Regions from separate parts of the Zea mays genome. Here region 1 is linked to region 2. Evidence: chromatin contacts called from public Hi-C data. All regions are on one chromosome and are shown on one strand. Each heading gives the region's core, a stretch centred on a gene start, on an enhancer-like site or on the middle of the called end of the contact. The rest is flanking DNA. Distances are from core to core; before and after follow the strand shown.

Region 1 (6,058 bases), core at 3,435-5,934, 310 kb after region 2:
AAATTATCACCTACATATATTAACACAACCATATGTTTTATGTAGACCATGGATTCGGAGAACGCAAAGCTCCGAAGAGCACTGGCTCATTTAATCAGAGTAGTGGAGCAGCGTTGTGCCGACATCGTCGATGTCGTCCACGGTGCCTTCCAACCAGTTAGCGGACCAGTCCTCAATGAAATGAATCGTGCTTTAGTTCAGATCGAGGACCTCGCCAAGGACCTTGATCACCTAGCTCTGGAAAAAGACTGGGAGATGGAGCACATGGCCCCTTCTCCAATTGCTGAATCATCAGAAACAGAGGATGAGCTTCTGCTTGATTATGATTCAGAGTTGAATCCTGACGATATCGTCGGCTACGACGATGGACGCGACTACTCCACCGACGACACCTATCCCTACTAGATTAGCATGCACCTAAGGAATATGTGTATGTGTTAGGTTTATGTGAGTCCAACTAGTCTTTTGTATGTGAACACAACAGATGTGTGTCACAAGTGAGTGGTTTAGTTTATGTCATGTTTATGTTGTCGACACCTATCCGGACGCGATGTTGATGACATGTTTATGTTAACGTGGTCTGTTAAATGTTATGAACTTTGCAATATATCTAGTCTGCACCACTTCTGAGTTTCTTGTGCCTGTCCTGTTTACTTTCACATGGTTCTGCTTTCATTTCACATGGTTCTTATGTGACTACCTTGAATGTACAGCATGGGTACGGATTGGAACCAAGTTATGGCACAATATGGCAGTTTCCTATCTGAGGATGATGGCACTCAGTTTGACAACACTCCACTTCCTCCTCCGCCTGATATACCAGCCCAGGCCTCACCAGCACCACCTCCAGTGAAGAAGCCTCCTCAACACACAAAGCTAGCCAATTTCATGTCTGAAGAGGATATGAGGGTTTGTCAAGCATGGTTGGCTGTCAGTTGTGATCCGATTGTGAACACTGGTAAGAAACGTCAAGGATTTTGGAATTGGATTACAGAGGCATACAACTCTCGTAGAGGATCAATGCCAGAGAGGTCTACGAAATCTCTCATGAGCAGGTGGGACAGTATCAAAACTCAATGTTCTACCTTTGCTGGATACATGATGGCTGTGCTTCGACAAAACCCAAGTGGCATTACTGAAGCAGATAAGGTACGTAAATGTTCGTAAATGTTCAGAAGAAGCTAACAGCCTTTTGTAAGTAAATGTTCGAGAAAACCAACTGATTTTCTTTTGCAGACTTCGCTTGCGGCTACTCGTTTTGCTGCTGTTGAAAAGAAGCCCTTCCATTTCTTACATTGCTGGTCCATATTGAAGGATCAGCCTAAATGGATGGACCAGCACATGGGCACCCAAAATCCTCCACCCAACCCAATTGGTACCCAATCAAATACTATTGACTGTGATGCTACTGAAGAATCAGCTCATCAAGCTTTACTTCGAAGAGGTCGCTTGGTCGTGATTCAGCCAAGGAAAAGGCAAAGAAGCAAAGATCAGAGAACACATCATCCACTGATTCGGAGTACCTAACACGAATGGGTGAGCTCTCTTTGGAACGGTTATCTGTCTACAAATCAGTAGCTTCAACTGAGGAGAAGAAGTTGGAGTTCATGAAAAAATAGGAGAGGCAGAAACTGATATTGGAGAGGAAGAAGCTAAATTTAGAGAAGATGAAGATGGAACGACAAAAGGTGAAGGAGGACACGGAACAGGAGGTTCTCATATTGAGCATGGATTTGACAAAATGTAACCCCCTTCTTCGACAGTACTACGAGGCAAAACAACAGGAGATTCTGGCAAGGGTTACTGGAAGCTCGTCGTCAAGCAAGTGAAAGTTGATTGTAGTGGTTGAGGAAGTACTCTTATTTGTTTTCGAGAACAATTTTATGTTTCTGCACTCGACAATTTTATGTTCTGTGATATTAGAACTCAGTCATGTTGCTTAATAATAGTAGACTTCTTATATCATTCGTGAATTATAGCATTACACATTGGCCAGCTTCGGATTAGTAGAAACATTCATCTGTTTCTATTATTCATATTTTTGCATTACACATAGCACAAACATAAACTTCATCATACTTAACACATAGTAGCTTCGGAATAACGGATCCGACGACATGACAAACTTCATACTTAACACATACTAGCTTCGGATTAACAGAACTGACGACATAACACACTAGACATGACAATGACAAACATACTTAACACATGGCAGACATAAACTTCATACTTAAGCAGCTCCGGATCCAAGCCGTGCCCAGTGGTGGTGGATTAGATCAACCTGCAACTGATTATATTTGACTGGATCATGTAGTTGGTCGTACCTGTTGTTGATGTACTCATTGCGCTCCGAAATGGAACCATGACTAGTATCCGCCAAAACTCCGATGTTGTCGAAGCTTGTGTTCAAAGACGAAGGACCTTCATCTTCTACGATCATGTTGTGCAATATGATGCATGTTTTCATGATATCTCCAATGTGTTGTGGAGACCAACCATATGCAGGACCACGAACTATGGCCCATCGCTTCTGTAGTACTCCAAATGTTCGTTCAATGTCTTTTCTAGCAGACTCTTGAACAGTGGCAAAATGTTGGGTCCTCACATCATACGGATGACAGATTGTCTTGACAAACGCTGGCCAGTCCGGATAAATACCATCTGCTAGGTAATATCCCATGTTGTAGGCGTGTCCATTGACGGAGAAACTACTGGTGGACTATCATCATTAAGATGCGAATCGAACAGGTTTGAACGCTGAAGAACATTGATGTCGTTACAGCTACCGGGCATGCCGAAGTATGCATGCCAAATCCATAAGTCATATGAGGCAACAACTTCGAGGATCATTGTAGGGTGTTTACCGCGACTGGTAAACATCCCCTTCCATGCAGTTGGGCAGTTACGCCACTCCCAATGCATGCAATCGACACTACCAAGCATACCAGGGAAGCCGCGTGATTCTCCAACTTGGAGAAGCCTAGCGATATTAGCAGGAGTAGGTTTCCTAAGATAATACCCCCCCAAAAGCAGTTTGGATGGTAGTGCAAATGTGTTTCAAAGCCTCATGTGCTGTAGATTCTCCAATTCGTACGTACTCGTCAACGGCATCCGCAGGAACACCGTATGCAAGGATACGTATGGCAGCAACAACTTTCTGAAGGGCAGATAGGCCTAGCTCACCGGCACAGTTTGGATGTTGAACGAAGTACAGATCCACTTGTTGCACAACAAGAACGAGACGCTCGAACACATGGCGACGCATGCGAAACCTATATTGCAAACTTTTTTTAGTACAATTGTCAAGTACGTACTATGGGCGTTAATACATGTGCGTATGAATAAACATACCTCCTCCGAAATTGTGCATCCGTGTAAACCGGTTGGGCGCAAAAGTAGTCGGCTCGGATTCTTGCATCACCACTGATATGGTCACGATGGATTCGAACACGACCGGGAATGGAACCAGCGTACCGACACTCGTTAAGTGCATGACGCCTACGATGTTGGTACGTCGCAACCTCGAGCTCATGGTCTTCATCTTCCATGTCTTGTGCCATCCTAAGAAAAATATTGGAATCTACGAACCGCTTCATTGTTGTGGATGAGTGTATGCGAAGTGTGAGTGAAGTGTTGAAGTAGTGATTATTTATAGAAGGGATAGGCTTGGGAGAGAAGCCATGCTCTTGTCGTGCAGCCGAAGCTAGACAATGGCTTGTTGAAGAAGTGTCGTGGCTTACGGTGGAAGCATGTGAATTCGTAAACATTTTTTCATACGATTCAAATATTGTGTCACGTTTTTCCACAATAATTACACACAACATAAAATGCAATGTTATTTATTTTGTACATTTCGAAATTATTAATGAACCATAGTTTTTAGATTATTATTTGTAATATTATTGATTACAAATTTTTTAGCATCCTTTGAGTACCATTAAATGGGTACAAAACAAAGAAAACAGAAAAAGAAAAGGAAAAACGAATTCTGTTAACACTGTAGCTTTAGGGGAACGAATTTAGGGGACGTTGCTGGAGACACAGAAGATATAGAGGACAGAATCTTTTAGAGTGTCCTGTAAAGTACAGAGAATATTCCTTTAGGGGACGAAATTTAGGGGACGCTGCTGGAGACAGTCTAAAAAGAAATAAACTATATTAATTCCACCTTTTGTCCCTCCTTTATTTCAGTTGCACTGATGGTGGAGGAATACTAGGAGGTATTTTGGTCCTCTTATGATTCATTTAATGTTTTTTAATATTTTTAGTCCATAGAACCAAACATAGACTAAACTTTAGTCTCCTACTTAAACTTTAGTCCTGGACTAAAGAAACCTAACGGGCCCTTAGTCTTAATTTTAGTCCTTCCATTTAACAAAAGAAGATACTGATGACTGTTTGGTAACTCTATTTTCTCAAGAGATATTAATTTCCCAAGAGAAATTAGTTTATTTTTTTAGGAAAATAGGAATTCCTTAAAAAATAAAGTTGTTAAACTAGCTTTAAATGATATAAAAACAGGGATTAATGTTTAGTCCATCTAACGGTCTAACTAAACGAGGCCTTAGCGAAAATCCCCAAGTTTTTAGAATTATCCGTACAGGTTTTCCGGCAGCGGCAGGGTCGCAGGGAGGCTCAGGCCCAAAGTAATCGCCAAATGGCAAAATAGCAAATTTCTCAAACTAATCGTACAGTAGATGGGCGCGAGTAAAACAGAACACAGGGAGAAGAACCGGTGGCAAACGAACAGGGAAAAGGGTAAATTCGCTTTCAGAGGCAAGCGCTGCGTTGCCACACAGCGGGAATCCTGCCCAGAGCTGCCGAATCGGGTCCAATCCCGTCGACCTTTCTGGCCGCCGCCGCCACTGGACTCCATCCAGAAATTACCTTCGATTCGGCCGGGGCCGTGGGAGCGGGGATGGGGCTCGGGGAGGCGGCGGGGCGGCTCCTGGCGGCCGTGGACTGGGAGCGAGAGGCCTACCCGGCGTACGACGACTTCCTCGCGCTCCCCGTCTTCGTCCTTTTCTTCCCCACCGTCCGCTACCTCCTCGACCGCTTCGTCTTCGAGGTGCGCCTGCACTCGCCGTCTTTCTTTCTTTCTTCCGTTGTTTCAAGGTCTTCGGCTCTGCGCTGGACGCGAGCGCGTAGCCTGCTGCCGAGAAACTCGCCTCAACTTTTTGCTGGGTCCCCGGGCTCTAATCGCAGCTTGTACAATTGCCTCGGCTAACCTGCTTGTCTTGTGTGCAAGGAGGCGCTATTTTTAGTGATCTCATCATCTAACCGTTGCGTGCATTGGGTTAATTTGGTTCATTGTTTTTTTTTCCTTTTTAAGCAATCAAGCTTAAATGATTTGCTTCTACTCAAGATCTAAAATTACATCTTTTCTTTTCCTTTTCCTCTCATAGCAAAATTTCCCTCTCCTCGACCTATGTTCACTGAAATATGCTTACCGTATGGGCACCATGTTTCTCAACGAGAAATGGTGGTCCCGGAATCCAGGATTAGTCCAATGCTGATGCTATGCAGCTTGCGCATAGAAGGTAACGGGAGTCCATGGGATGCTTGTTCTTTTAACGTTGGTTCTTGATATGGAGGGAGTAGCCTGGTTGGTTGGTTTGCTGCATCGAGCAGGTCCCTTGAAGAACTTGTTGGTTCGTACATCACTATGTTGGCAGCTGTTCGTACTGACTTGTTAAAAGAGAGTCGCATTATTTACATCCAATTGGCATACTATTTCTAGGATTAGTTGCTCTTTTAGTATGGTAAACTTAAGTACAGTTGGTTGCTCTTTTAGTTGGCTGACCTGTTTAGAAGGTCTTCTGTTGGACAACAGTTTCTGGAGTAAGAGATTCCTGTTTTTTTAATCAGTTGGTTGAGGATTTTTAGCTACGAAAATAAAGTATAAATCCATTTAAATGCTACAATACCTGTTGATTACGATATCACGCATGTTCCAGGTGTGGAGCGTGAGAACAGTTCACTTCACCTTCATGATTTTCTGGGACCATAAATTTCGCTGAGCTTTATATATTATATCTGTTAAAGTGCCTTTTTG
Region 2 (6,505 bases), core at 1,447-3,946:
ATTCATCCACAAAAATATAGATACTCGTGTGAAGTTTCTCACCGTGTGATTCGAGGTTGAAGACAACGATGAGGCGGCGGCGTGGAGTGGCGGCGTGAGGTGGCGACGGACTTGGCGGCCGAGGGAGCGGCGGCGTGGGGCAGCAGCGGCGGTGGCGGCGGGCGAGGGCGCGGCGGCATGGGGCGCGACAGCGTGCAGCAGTGGCAGTGAGAGAGTGAGAAAGAAAAGGACTTAGCAGTTGATATGTACGCGTTCTTTGCCGAGTGCCCGTGATCTGGCAGTCGGCAAAGATTTTTTTTAATTTTAAAATACGCTTTGTCGAGTGCCCTCGATCCGGCACTCGGCAAAGCCTTCTTTACCGAGTGTCATCCTGCTAACACTCGGCAAAGATTAATTTATTTTTTAAACTTAGCTTTGTCGAGTGTCTCTCCGTAGGCACTCGACAAAGCCTTCTTTGCCGAGTGTCCTCCTAGGACACTCGACAAAGTATATTTTAATTTTTTCCTTTTCCCAACCAAACCTTTTTGATATATTCCTACACTATGTACACCTACATGTTCCATTTTTGCACAATTATAAAAGTGTTTGCTATAACTATTAGATTTTGTCCGTTTAATTGAATTTCCTCGGATAATTCAGGTTTAAACTGCAAGTCACTCGAAACATTGAAAACCGTGCATGCAAAAATGATATTCATGTTAGGTAACACAAGTTACGACTGATTTTAGGAGCAGATTTGAATGTTCGAGCACCATGCTCACGAAACATGACCGTGAACTTGCCATCAAGTTGTTTAAAAAATGTATAAAACACAAACAGAGTCAGAAAATCTTGAAACTTGGCCACATGTCATGACATCATATGTAGAGGCTGTGATAAAAATTTGAGATTATTTCAAGAAAGTTGTGAGGCAGTATGTGTAGAACCCTAGCCGGTCTACATTGAAACTATGATTTCATGTGTATGTCACTTAGGTTTCTACACATAGTGCATCACAACCTTCTCGAAACATTCTCAAATTTTTATCACAATCTCTACATATGATATCATGACATGTGGACAAGTTTCATGATTTTTTGACTTTGTTTGTGTTTTATACATTTTTTAAACAACTTGATGGCAAGTTCACGGTCATGTTTCGTGAGCATGGTTTTCGAAGATTCTGGTTTGTGCCTGAAATCGGTTGTAACTTGTGTTACCTAACATGGATATCACTTTTGCATGCACGATTTTCCATGTTTTGAGTGACTTGTAGTTCAAATGTGAATTTGAGAATGAAATTCAATTAAACGAACTAAATCTAATAGTTATAGAAAAAACTTTTATAATTGTGACAAAATGGTACATGTAGGTCTACACAGTGTAGGAACATACCACAAAAAGTTTGGTCAAAAAAAGAAATAAAATAAAAAAGTACTTTGCCGAGTGTTCAAGCGTGGCAGTCGGCAAAACATTTTCTGCCGAGTGTCAGACGTAAGACACTCGGCAAAAAAACTTATTTGCCAAGTGTCAGGGCTCGACACTCGACAAAGATAACGGTCGTCAGCTATAGACGACTGCTGATGGTCCTTTGCCGAGCGCCGTCGTTCGTCGAGTGCTTAGCGCTCGGCAAAGTTGTATTTGCCGAGTGTCTTTCTTTGCCGAGAGTCCTACTCTTGGTAAACACGGTTATTACCGAGAGCAGGACTTTACCGAGTGTGGTACTCGGCAAAGCTATCTTTGCCGAGTGCCCGACTGAATGTACTCGGCAAAGAACCGGATTTCGGTAGTGTAAATTACCCATCTCATGTCCTCATTTATAATATCGCTAAAACAAAAAGAAAGATCATATCACCATTCTAAGTGTCCAATATCTATATTAACACTTAGAACTAGCTGATCCTTAACTTTTTTAAACATTCCGTCTAAAACCATCTTTGGCTTTATTAAAAAGGACATGAAAACATTTTAAGCTTATTAGTTATCTAAATGATTATGACTTAACTTACTGTATAGCTGCAAAATATACGTTTGCCATGGTGAACTTATATTGGTATTAATTATCAAAACCAACCACGACGCGTAGATGTTTTCAATCTCCATTTAGACGTCATAGTCTCTACAAAAGCAATAGAAAAGGTTGGCCGTAGTAACGAAACGTGAAAAATCTCTGAAGCGGTGATTGAATTGTGCGGCCATGGAGAGGTGAGATGGTGAACAGAAGGGGAACACAGAAAGATTACGTACCATGCAATTATACCTATACTAATTAATAAAGTAGCCACGTTCCCTGGTGGTACATGCACAAGGCCAAGTACGGAATTAATGCCACTAAAGCTCCATACAGAGCGAATAAAGCGGCGTCGTGACGCATCGATGGGGCATATATAGGGAGGACATGTTTTATTTCCTCCAAAAGTTGCAGCCTCCATGCACAGGCATCTTCTAAACCCTTAACCCTCAGAGTTTAGAGCATGTTTCCGTGTAGTCTAAAGTTCAAAGTTAAGAGTTTAAATTCTATACTATTTTAAACTCAACGGTGTGATCTGATTTTTTCTATAAAATTAACTAAACTTTGAAATTTTAGATATTTCATTGAAAACCTCATAAGATAAATTAATCTTAAATTTAGTGGCAACAACACGCCAACACCACTGCATCTGAACAGGGGCTCGTGACACGCCCCACACAGGACGCGGCAGAAAGGAAAGCGAAAGTGGCACGTGACGTCGTGCTGTCCTTGGATGCATGTCTTGGTGTCTCTCGGGTATGCAGATGGCAGCTTCAGCTTCAGCTTCTGCACATAGAGCCCGGAAAGAAGCTCGTTATCAGAGAAGAAAGTAAAGCAAGCCGATGCAAGGCAGCCGCCGGCTTTCGTCGTGGTGATGCCCCCCCCCCCCCCCCCCCCCCCCCCCCCCCCCCCCCCCCCGTCTCGGTTGCTGACACGTGCAGTACGCATCCAGAGATCAAGAACATAGCCTGCAGTGCCAGGCCCTCGTGAAGGGAGTACCACTTTCAGTGCTCAAGCTCGTTTTTCCATACGAAATGCAATGAGGCGCGTTGCTCAATCAAACTTGTGGTGTATCTATTATATATATCAAAAAAGAAAAAAAAAACTTTTGATGTGTCGGCAGGTGCCGCTTCAAAACCCACGCGCAGTATCGCTCCCCGTTTGCCGCCGTGGGCCTTTGCTCTCTAGTGTCGTAAATTTTTCATTTTTACATTTAAGGTACTATTTGGTTCACGTAATGGTTTACACTGCTACGAGCATTGTGACATCTGATTACAGTTGCACTTAAACAAACATAACTTAACGTTATTAATTATCTATCACATTACAAATACTTGAACCAAATAACACCTAAATTAAAGCATTCTCCGGAACTGAAATATTATAAAAATAGGTGTCTATCGTGCACCGCTGAGCGACAAAGACCCAATTATATATATGCTTTAGAGCTTCTTTGGATTACAAGAATTTTGAGGGAATAATGTTGGTGAAGGAAAGTTTCCTATCCTATGGTTTGGTTGCCATGATGCAACACTAATATTCCATATGATTTTATTCCTTTATGTGTTGATTCCATAGGATTTCTAACGTCGTCCACCCAGAGTTCTTGGAAAAATTCCTATGCGTGAAGTATGAGAAGTGGAACGTTGATGCTAGCAGCTAATGGACCTTTATGGCTTGTTGTACCCAATCTCAAACATAGAAAACACATGCAAAAGCGCCGATTTGGTGTTATTTTTATTTAATCTTGACATTCCTGCAAAATGAACCCTTCTTTTTTTTTCATTGCCCCAACCAAACAACCTTTCACTCAAATACTCAATATTACTACATCTGTTCTTGAATATTTGTCGTTCGCTAGTTTATTTTACAATTCTCTGTTTTGCACTTACAATCCTATGTTTTTTCTATTTCTATATTTTTCAATTCCTATGTCCCAAAGCAGTCCTTAACTTTATTTGTACAGAAGTCTCTAGAGGGGTCTGCTGCCCCTCCACGGAGCTATATGTTCCTCCACAGACTTCTATGCGAAAATAGTTTTAAAAATACATTTGGGTCCCTGCCATCCAAGGGAGAGATGACATGCACCTATTTTTTAATATTTTAGTTTTGTGGTATCATTTTAAAATTTTGAATATTTTTAAATGAAAAATGAAAAAGGGACATGTAGTGTCTAGGTGGGGAACTCCCTTCCCCTCTAATCTACAATTATATTTTCCTTTGCAGAATTTACAAAAGTGTCCACATCATTGGCACACAGTCCACATATATACTTCTGGTACATTGATTTCAGGTTACATAGAGCACGTGGTTGGATAGATCCTTGGTTCAGGATGTTGTATAGAAATGGTGGTTGGATCCTTGTGAAGGATGACAATGGGCACAAATTATCCACTTGCGTCCACGCACAAACCTTATAGAGCAAGAGTATGTATGTGTGTTTGTGCTCGTGGGTGAGTGTGTAGGTTTAAATCTTTGCTCAACGGGTTAACTTTCACGGGCATAAAAAAGTCTCACCCATGCTCTTATACTCACAAACCCACTCCGATAGGTGGGGCCTTACTGAGCATATATATAATATCTTATCCATCCTTCTCAAGTGATACTTGTGTCCCACAATATGAATTGTTTGTGCCTCATGTACAATAACTTTTTAGATGAAACAAGAAACACATGAGAGGTTTTGTCTAGGCATACTACACAATCAACCTTTCCTTTTAACTAGCCTGGTAATGAAAACAGAGCAGAGTAACCATTGATGGTAACAAAAATAATTGCTTTTAGTGTAAATGGTTATTTTGTGAAACCCATCCCACAAGGCCGCATCATATTCCCATTGTATTTTCATGTCCTCCATTAAAGGCTCTAAAAATACATTGAACTCCATATTATGTAGGTCTAGAAATAAGAATTATTAGCAAAAGGTATTTTCGCTTTTGGGGCACCCATGTAGGAAGGCTATAGATGGTTAGGATCATCGACCATGTGCTCTGCTTGCTGCTATACTTGACAAATTGATTCATTTCGTTAATACAAAATACAAACCTTACATTCCTTGTTTCATTAGAAAATTATGGGAATGTGTCATTCAAAGTTTGCCATTGTTTAGCAATGGCTTGATGTTGAAGCTTTCCACCATTTTTGTGCTCATCAGAAGCATGTTAGTACATAACTTTGGCATCCTCAAGGTATAAGAACAAACAACTCAATCGCAAGGAGGTACCACATCGCCAAAGTAGGAACCCTTCTATGCTCGTAGTAATCTACTTTTTCTTCAAGGCTAGTGCCTTTTGAAATCTTTTGTATTCCTTTGCTTCTTTCCTTTTGAAATAGAGACTATATTCTCTTCCTCACGATTATTTTATTCATCTTGTTCTTGTTAGCACTACAATTTGGATAACTCTCTAAGCCTTCATATTTTGATATAAGATATAATAACTCTTACGTGGATATTTTGACACACATAATCGGTGATCTGATTAGCTTCTTCGCATAGTATATGCTAGCAGGTATTTTGTTGTCCTTTGGAAGGAGTTTTTCTAGAACACGAAATAACTTGTTGAAGCTAGCATCGAACCAACCAAAATGAACTTTTAGCATTAACAACTAAAGGATAGATCACAACATCGTGAATTCTTTGGTACAATCCACTCTTCATACATAGGTTCTATTGTTGCCTTTCAAATCATACGTACCTTTCATGAAAAACATTGATGCATCCAAATAAATATACAATAATGCTTTGAAGAATTCCATGTGTTCCTTTTTGTCTATGTGAATTCTGATGCATTCAGCAAAGAACCGATCATCAATAACATCTAGTATAACAAGACCACTTTGGGGACAATGGTATTATGTCTCGTGTACTATATTTGTTCGCTTAACATCCATATTTGGCCAGTGTGTATGTATCTTACATCATTGGTTCCTCGACATTGGTGTTCATTGGGTTGCTAATTGCATAAGGTGTGGAACTACCCTCTCCATATTTTGTCCAAATCAAGTAATCCTTCATAAAACCTCAATAAACCGGATGAGAAAATACATCATCAAATACAATAACATTTTACAGTCTATGCATGAACAATATATGTGCTTTGTCTTTGCTTTGCGACCATGTCTCCTACAGAGATCAATAAACCTATGGACCTCCAAATGGTATGATGAATCTAATGTTGATAAGTTTTACATCTATGATGACCTTTCCATCATGAGTTGTAGAAAAACTATAATGGTAATATACAATTAAACATGTAGGTTTAAAATAATTATAAATATTTGGAAAAACTTAAAACCCAATATACTTATAATGTTATTTAGCAATAGTTTTAGAAAATCAGACATATATGTTTTTCTATAAATGTGCATTTCTATCTCTTACTTATTTTCATATTTTCAAACCAACATTATAATCACTAGCAAGAAATTTAAAATACTCATATATATAACTAGATAAATTAATTTAATAAAAAAATTCATAATCAAAATCTAGATAATGCTCATCTGTATTATTTA

What was found. A called contact is a pair of places that touch in the nucleus more often than the background predicts.
Region 1: a contact with region 2 is called in a Hi-C map of ear, with 1.6 times the contacts expected there. The contact joins the promoter of LOC103653686 here to the enhancer-like site in region 2. A contact is called at or near these places in 2 of 25 Hi-C or Micro-C datasets (ear and tassel).

Annotation. Positions count from the first base shown.
Region 1 is chr4:132,134,914-132,140,971 of Zm-B73-REFERENCE-NAM-5.0, forward strand. LOC103653686 (ASC1-like protein 1) reads left to right here and starts at 4,685. Exons shown (of 7, transcript XR_565642.3): 1 at 4,685-5,071.
Region 2 is chr4:131,828,310-131,834,814 of Zm-B73-REFERENCE-NAM-5.0, forward strand. No RefSeq gene overlaps it. Among protein-coding and RNA genes, the nearest start is that of LOC100277241, 29 kb to the left of the region's middle. Within about 2 kb of position 2,697, at least 9 of the 20 cell types and tissues checked have an H3K27ac peak or open chromatin away from gene starts, as enhancers often do. A contact at or near this core is called in ear, where this site is marked.